Regions from separate parts of the Hordeum vulgare genome. Here region 2 is linked to region 1. The links are chromatin contacts, called in public Hi-C maps. All regions are on one chromosome and are shown on one strand. Each heading gives the region's core, a stretch centred on a gene start, on an enhancer-like site or on the middle of the called end of the contact. The rest is flanking DNA. Distances are from core to core; before and after follow the strand shown. Region 1 holds the start of LOC123426397 (sulfoquinovosyl transferase SQD2-like). Region 2 holds the start of LOC123426398 (probable pyridoxal 5'-phosphate synthase subunit PDX1.1).

Region 1 (3,842 bases), core at 976-3,475:
CGATGTCAGCAGTGAGTGACACTTGGTGAACGCAGGATATGAATTAGCTAGATAAAAAGATCAAGATTAAATTATGTCAATAAAACATTATGGTAACAATAAGGGGGCATGAGCAGCAGGTAAGGTTTCGATCACACACACCTTTCACTTTGCACTGCAGCGTTAAAAATCAGAAACGTCATGAGCTCACCTCTTATGAAAATCCAAGCTTTTCTCAACTCCTAAGCGTCCAACATAGATTATCAGTGGCTTCTCTGGTTCACCGTTCCTGTCATATAGAAGAAGCATACAAGCAACACAGTTAGTCACGTGAAAGATATATCTGATCATATCGACTCATTCTGCAGTTTCCTTGACATACTCGGCGAGGCAAGAACCCATTAGCATCATTAAAACTGCATCACAAATGGACCAGCTGAGCAAACTAGATTACATACGTTAGCATTGACCGCATTTCCTGATTACGGAAACGAGGATGGAAGCTTTCTGAATCCACGCCCTTGTTCCAAAGGCGTATCTTATTGGCTGGAAACATGCACCGTGAGAGGAAGATGTTGGACCTTGGAAAAAAGTGATAGCATGGAGTAGTATGTATGTTTGCGCAAACCTGCTGTAACACGGGCTGCTTTAAGGTCCCTGCCAATAGCGGCTGATGGTACCAGTGTGAGATCCGCAGCTCGGTGCAAGAATTCTATATCAAGCGAAGATTGTATCAGCTGGCTAGTCTGGCAAGAGAGGTTATACATTTGTGAAGTACTCCCTCTGTACACTAATGTAAGACGTTTTTGCAGACTGCAAAAACTTCTCACATTAGTGTACGGTACATAAGAGAAAACTTACTTATAACTAGCCACATGGGCTTGACAAGCCAGCTGAATGTATACCTGGGAATATAACTGTCATAGATAAACAAGGATCAGGTCGCCTCTCTAGCTGGATAAATTAACCCATAATTCCTTGGATTATAGATATCATTCACGAAATGCACATAACATCGTGGATGGTGTTTTTCTGCTAGGAGCTGAAGATTAATTAAATGGTCTAGCTGTGTTGGCCTAGATAAGAGAAGATATATTTTCAGTTTTGTTCAAGTTGCAGTTCTGTTGCTGGCATAAAATCTCCTTGTGTTTTGGAAATGGGTGTGCATGAGTTGTAAATTTGTCAAAGGGGAAGGTTAGTCAACTCACATTGGAACATGGGTGTGGTAGGACATTACTAGAGGGACGCATAGCAATTTTGCGATGATTAGGGCGCCGAATACCTGGGAATTTAAGGAAAAATATGAAATCTCCATTATTGTCGAAATACAGAAAGGAGATTGGTTAGTAGCATACCATGATTCCAGGGGAAGAGGCGTGGATAATGTCGGGCTTGAACCTAGCGACTTCTCCAATGATTCTGGGGCTGAGGGCAAGCGAGAGCGGGACCTTCTGATACCAGGGGCAAGGGAAGCTCCAGGATCCGATGAGCTTGGCGCCGTGGAACTCGTCGGGGACGCCCTCGTGGGTGGTGATGACGATGACCTCGTCGCCCATCTCGCGGAGGTACTTGATGAAGTTCTGGAAGCGGTTCTTGTAGCCGGAGACGTAGGCGAAGGGGGAGGGCTCAACGAAGAGCGCGATGCGGCGGGGCCGCGAGTCGGCTTCCGAAGCGGGCGGGGGCTCCTCCTGGTGGTCCAGCTCGTCGTCCCGCAGCAAGACCGGCGACGAGGAGGAGGAGGAAGAGGCACTGGTGCTGGTGCTGCATGACGACGACGGCGAGAATGGGAGGAGGAGGTGGCGGCGATGCAGGCGAAGGGAGCCAGCCCGTTGGCGTGACGACGGAGCGATTAGAGGGAGAGGAGACGGCTTGGACACGGCGAGGATGGGCGCCGCCCTCGCCATCCTTGCCTCGTCCTTGCAGCAATTTAATCCTTTTCCGATACTCGTTTGCTTTGGTTGAATCGAATCGAATCGATTGAGGTTACTCGCTCACTGGGGCGAGGCGAAGAAAGCAGAGCTGGAGCTTGGAGCTGGAGAGGGGAGTGGACGCAAGTCAGGGGTTCCCTCTTGGCCTTGGCCTTGGCCTTTGACGCACTCGCATATTCGAAGTTTCGAACGCACCACACGAGACGAGCATATTCGAATGCCAAATCGAATTGATCAAGGCATCAAGCCATGACTGAGCGACCGCATCTCTACACACACGCACGCGCTGTATCGCTCTTCCACTCTTTGCGGTTTGATTGAGGGATCGAAAAGGCCAAATCTCGGGGAACATTTGGGCCCCGAGTTCCACGAGATATCGCATTATCCGATTCCAGCCAATCAGCTCCCAAGTGCTAGCCACTCACCAAACATGCGACTGGTTCTCCCTTTTTTTTCTGCCAACACAAGACTTTTTTTGGAGGTTTTTTTCTAAAAAAAATCTCGCCGTTTTATTCATTAGCAACAATAGACATAGGTACAACGTTTGGATCATGAGGATTGTCCCACCAAACATATCTACCTACTCCAAGATTACAAGTAAACTTAAAGAGTGTCGGCTCAATGAGACCTGGGGTATCATGGCCCGTCTGTCGTTGGCCCGAAGAACAACGCGTAGGCTGGCTCAAAAGAGGCAGACGGACCGTGATACCCCGGGTCTAGGGCACCTGTCGTGCCTGCCGCCCTTGGCACTCCCGGGCGGCGCCCCGGGCCGCCACAGAGCCTGTTGGGGAGCGCTTGGCCTCCTCCGTCCACCCGTCTGTGAACGACCAAGCACGTGACTACTCTACCGTCGTCTCCTCGCTCGCGCGTCGTAACCCTCCTAGTCCGCACGTCGCACTGCTCATGACCCAGAAGCTTCTGCGCTATCGCCCCGCCAACGACGGCTACGAGGCCTGGCTCGAGCGCTTCACCGAGCTCGTCGACACCGCGCACACCACCTTGGGCCATGATGGTCCGGCGCCCTCCCGCTCCATGCTCCCTCCACCGTCACATGTCGACCAAGCCGAGCACGAGGCTCCGCCTCCTCCTCTTCCTCCGACGCGCACGGCGAAGCCACCCCACGGGCCGATGGCACCGGCGGTCGACGACGAGAATTGCCAAATCATCCACCACGCGCCCCAAGACGCGCATGCGGGTCACGAGAGGGCGCCCAACCGCGAGGACCGTGTTCTCCAGGACGTCGCCATTGATGGGCACCAGAATTGCGCGGCCCTCAACGGAGGTGTCTCCACCACCGGGGCCTACTTGGCCCTCACCCTCGAGCTGTGCTGCATGGTGTGGCCTGACAAGTTCAAGCCGAAGCTTCCTCCTTGCTACGACAGCAGCGCCAACCTCATGGAGTTCCTCGTGCTTTATAGCATCAGCATCCAGGCCACAAAGGACGACGACCAGGTCATGGAAAACTAGCTCCCCGTGACCCTCAAGGACGCAGCACGCGCATGGCTCCAGAACCTCCATGAGGCGTCCATCTCTTCACGGGAGGACCTATGCAAGCAGTTTGTCGCTAACTTTGCGGGCACGAGCGACCACCTCCTCACGCTCAACGACCCGCGGGTCGTGCGCCAGTGCCCTAACGAGCCCCTCCGCAAGTTCATCCATCACTTTAGCCAGGTGCGCAATAGGATCCCGAGGGCCTCCGATGCCACCATCGTCTCCGCCTTCACCAAGAGTATCACCGATGTGAAGATGTGTGGGAAGCTCTCCGGCAGGGACGATCTTGACTCTGCGGCAGAGCTCTTCCTCCTCGGCGACCGATGCGCCATGGCCGAGGAAGGGCGCCTTTTCCTCTGCGACGGCCCTCGCACCGAGCCTGGCACGGTGAAGCCCAAGGACAAGGACTCAAAGCACAAGGGCCCTGTCATGCTCAAGGCGGAG
Region 2 (3,917 bases), core at 221-2,720, 700 kb after region 1:
ATACTACATCACAACATGAATGACGAGATTCAGCAATTGAATTCTATCAAAATAAATAAATTATATTTATAAGTTCAAATGACAGTCCTAAGTTATCTATGTATTCCCTCCGTCCGGAAATACTTGTCCTAAGAATAGATGAATCTAGACTTATTTTAGTTATAGATACATCTAATATATTCATTTTTAGGACAAGTATTTCCGGACGGAGGGAGTAGTAAATTAGTCATACTATATGTATTCTATTTTTCACATATAGTGGCTCGGCTTACTTATTTATGCAAGAAATTTTAATTATTTTCTCATATATGAAAAAAAAACATGTAAATAAGCTAGGATCAGGGAAGTGAATATATTGGGTGGAAGAAGAAAGTTAACAATGTTGCTTGATTTGTATACTTAACACAATTGGTGTTGAATCATTAAAATATTAATGTGCCTGTTTACGCGAAACAGGATAAAGGGTGACATACTACCTCCAACCCAAAAAGTTTATTTTCGATTTGTCTCGATATGTATTGAGATAAATGTAAGACAAGTATTTCGAACGGACGGAGTCCTTGGCAGTAGAATGATAAAAATTACAGAACGGCTTCCTCTTCTCGAAAAGTTCCTACACTCCATTTTTATATGCTGAAGAATGTCTAATCTTCTTCATGTCAGTGTGGAGTAGTATTGTATTGCCACGGACATGTCCATCGTCGCTAGCTAATAGGAGTACTACTATAGTAGCTATGTTGACGTTTCTTTATTAAAAAACCAGTAAGATATTATTAATAAGGTACGGCTACTTGGGTGCATGGGTATGAATGACATGATCATGATCATGATCATGATGAGGATGATTACATAGAAATGAGCAATTTCTTTTGTTAGCAGGAAGAGCAGAGGCTTGTTGTCTCGTAGTAGTCGTAGTGGTATGGACCATGCAACTTTTTTTCTTTTGTTTTTGTTTTGTGGGTTGCTGCATGGTCCGTGAAGTGAACTTGTTGGAGGCACCTGAGCCAAGCACGGTGCATCCATGGGGAGCCAGAAATTGGAAGGAAATATCCATAGATGGAGACGTTGTTGCCGTCGAGAGCCATGAGGCAAGCAGGGGGACGTAGCCGTCGTCCGAGTCACACTTAATACTTTGAGCAGCAGATTAACGCGCCTAGACGAGAAAATCGTAGAGAAATCAACAAGGGAAAGGGAAGCTCTCTACGCAGACGCAGGCGCAGGCAGAGAAGGCATGCGAGTGACGAGAGTTTTTTGGAAAGAAAGGAAAGGCGAAGAAAAAGAATGCACCATGCGTGCGGGTAGAGAAGGAGAGATTGGATTTGTTTGGTCGTGGTTGGTGATGGCGGCGCGGCAGCCGCACTGATGAGCGAGTGGTGGTGCTGGACTGGCCCACCCTAGAGAAAAGGAGGAGCGATCTGGATCGTCCGTCCGCCCATCACGCACCTTCATCCATCGGTATAAGAATTGCTGCCACCCACGGTCCATCCGCGCATCCCACACCGCCCCCATTCCGCCGCCTCTCTTCTCTCTTCTCTCCTCACTCCCTCTCGACCGCACCGCAGAGATGGCGTCCGACGGCAGCGGCGTTGTCACCGTGTACGGCAGCGGCAACAACGGCGCCGGTACGCAGCTGGAGCCCAAGTCATCCCCTTTCTCTGTTAAGGTGGGCCTGGCCCAGATGCTCCGCGGCGGCGTCATCATGGACGTCGTCAACGCCGAGCAGGCGCGCATCGCCGAGGAGGCCGGCGCCTGCGCCGTCATGGCGCTCGAGCGCGTCCCCGCTGACATCCGCGCCCAGGGCGGCGTCGCCCGCATGTCGGACCCGGGCCTCATCCGCGAAATTAAGCGCGCCGTCACCATCCCGGTCATGGCCAAGGCCCGCATCGGGCACTTCGTCGAGGCCCAGATCCTCGAGTCCATCGGCGTCGACTACGTGGACGAGAGCGAGGTCCTCACACTCGCCGACGACGCCCACCACATCAACAAGCACAACTTCCGCGTCCCCTTCGTCTGCGGCTGCCGCAACCTGGGCGAGGCCCTCCGCCGCATCCGCGAGGGCGCCGCCATGATCCGCACCAAGGGCGAGGCCGGCACCGGCAATGTCGTCGAGGCCGTCCGCCACGTCCGCTCCGTCATGGGCGACGTCCGTGCCCTCCGCAGCATGGACGACGACGAGGTATTCTCCTATGCCAAGAGCATTGCCGCACCCTACGACCTCGTCATGCAGACCAAGCAGCTCGGCCGCCTGCCCGTCGTCCAGTTCGCCGCAGGCGGGGTGGCCACGCCGGCCGATGCGGCCCTCATGATGCAGCTCGGCTGCGACGGTGTCTTCGTCGGCTCCGGTATCTTCAAGAGCGGGGACCCCGCGCGCCGCGCACGCGCCATCGTGCAGGCCGTCACCCACTACAGCGACCCTAATGTGCTCGCCGAGGTCAGCTGCGACCTGGGCGAGGCCATGGTGGGCATCAACCTCTCCGATCCCAAGGTCGAGCGCTTTGCGGCGCGCTCCGAGTGATCTTTCTTGTTGTTGGCCACCATATCAACACCTGCCATCCCCCAAAATAATACTCCATGGATCAATGATATAAGGACAAAAAAACACAAGTAGACGCGATTCCTAGTTATTATGATATGATTTCTTCATGATGATCGTTCTAGCTCCGATAACAATTCAAGTCGTAGCAACCATGCACCTCCTCAAGTCAGTAAGTCGGTCAGTCGCTCGCTCTATATATGTACACACATGTTGGCGTCTTCCATTTCATTTCTCTTGTTGTTAACACAAGTTAAGTATCCATCCATCCTTTTTCCTCCGTGTTATAGTCATGTACTCTTGCTACTATGCATTTTGCTGTTCCAGATTCGTTGTCGTTTCTCTGATCGATTTGGTTACTGTTGTTGCCAATTGCTACCGACAACAACTCGACTGATGCACTCTGGTACTGCACTTGATTAGCACTCACTATTTGGCTCCAGTACAAATTAGGCAGCCCATCGTTGCCGGTGCCCCACGCACGCAGCTAAGAGTATTTAATAAAAACTACCGTAATTCATGGAACTATGTCTATAAACTATTCGATTTTATCTCGAAAACTATCATCTCTTTTAATCTATGACTAAAAACTATTATTTTTCAGATTTGATAGTTTTTAGTCAGAGACTAGTAAAAAATGATGGTTTTAGGAACAAAATCGTAAAGCGGTAGTTTGTAGGCATGGTTTTATGAATTGTGGTAGTTTTGGCGTAAATACTCTAACTTGGCAGAAAACTGATAGATGTATTGTCAACATGTTTGTATCGAGTCTAATAATTTGTATTGCTTCTCGATGATCTGGTTGTGTACATAATCGTCCTGCCGGTGCTTATATACATGTTCATACGAGGCTAGGACTAGCAAGCAGAATACTACTAAGACTCAACCTAACTTCTAATCCTATACATATAGAAGCAACATGTTTAACTTTCATAGAGCCGGGTATCTTCTTGAACTCGTCCATAGGTTAAAAAAAATCTCATGCTAGTAGTCTAAAATAGGCAATCTTACATGCTACAGTCGAATGATATATACCTTAGTTGCGTGTGCTTTGTTACGTTGTTGGCATTTAATTTGGGCATACATACATTGTATTGAATGGAAATCATCTGGCTTGTACATTATATTGAACGCAACAAATAGTTGGAGCGGATATTATTGCCGTTTTGGAGAAGATGACTCGTTCTGTATGCATCCACTTCATCACCATATTCTTGAACAAATGAACTGCCTGTACTCTAATTGAATGGAGTATTTAACCAAAAACTACCACAATTTATGAAACCATGCCTACAAACTATCACTTTATGATTTTATCCTGAAAACTACCATTTTTTTCCAATCTGTGACTAAAAACTATCATTTTCAGATTTGGTAGTTTTTA

What was found. A called contact is a pair of places that touch in the nucleus more often than the background predicts.
Region 2: a contact with region 1 is called in a Hi-C map of leaf, with 4 times the contacts expected there. The contact joins the promoter of LOC123426398 here to the promoter of LOC123426397 in region 1. A contact is called at or near these places in 3 of 6 Hi-C or Micro-C datasets (leaf and seedling) and 1 of 1 datasets of contacts at active chromatin or transcription factors (embryo).

The regions. Positions count from the first base shown.
Region 1 is chr2H:393,261,452-393,265,293 of MorexV3_pseudomolecules_assembly, forward strand. It overlaps LOC123426397 (sulfoquinovosyl transferase SQD2-like), which reads right to left and starts at 2,226. Exons shown (of 8, transcript XM_045110230.1): 1 at 1,335-2,226; 2 at 1,188-1,261; 3 at 841-896; 4 at 608-691; 5 at 438-525; 6 at 191-268. The coding sequence starts at 1,883.
Region 2 is chr2H:393,959,345-393,963,261 of MorexV3_pseudomolecules_assembly, forward strand. It overlaps LOC123426398 (probable pyridoxal 5'-phosphate synthase subunit PDX1.1), which reads left to right and starts at 1,471. Exons shown (of 1, transcript XM_045110231.1): 1 at 1,471-2,859. The coding sequence starts at 1,565. The coding sequence ends at 2,515.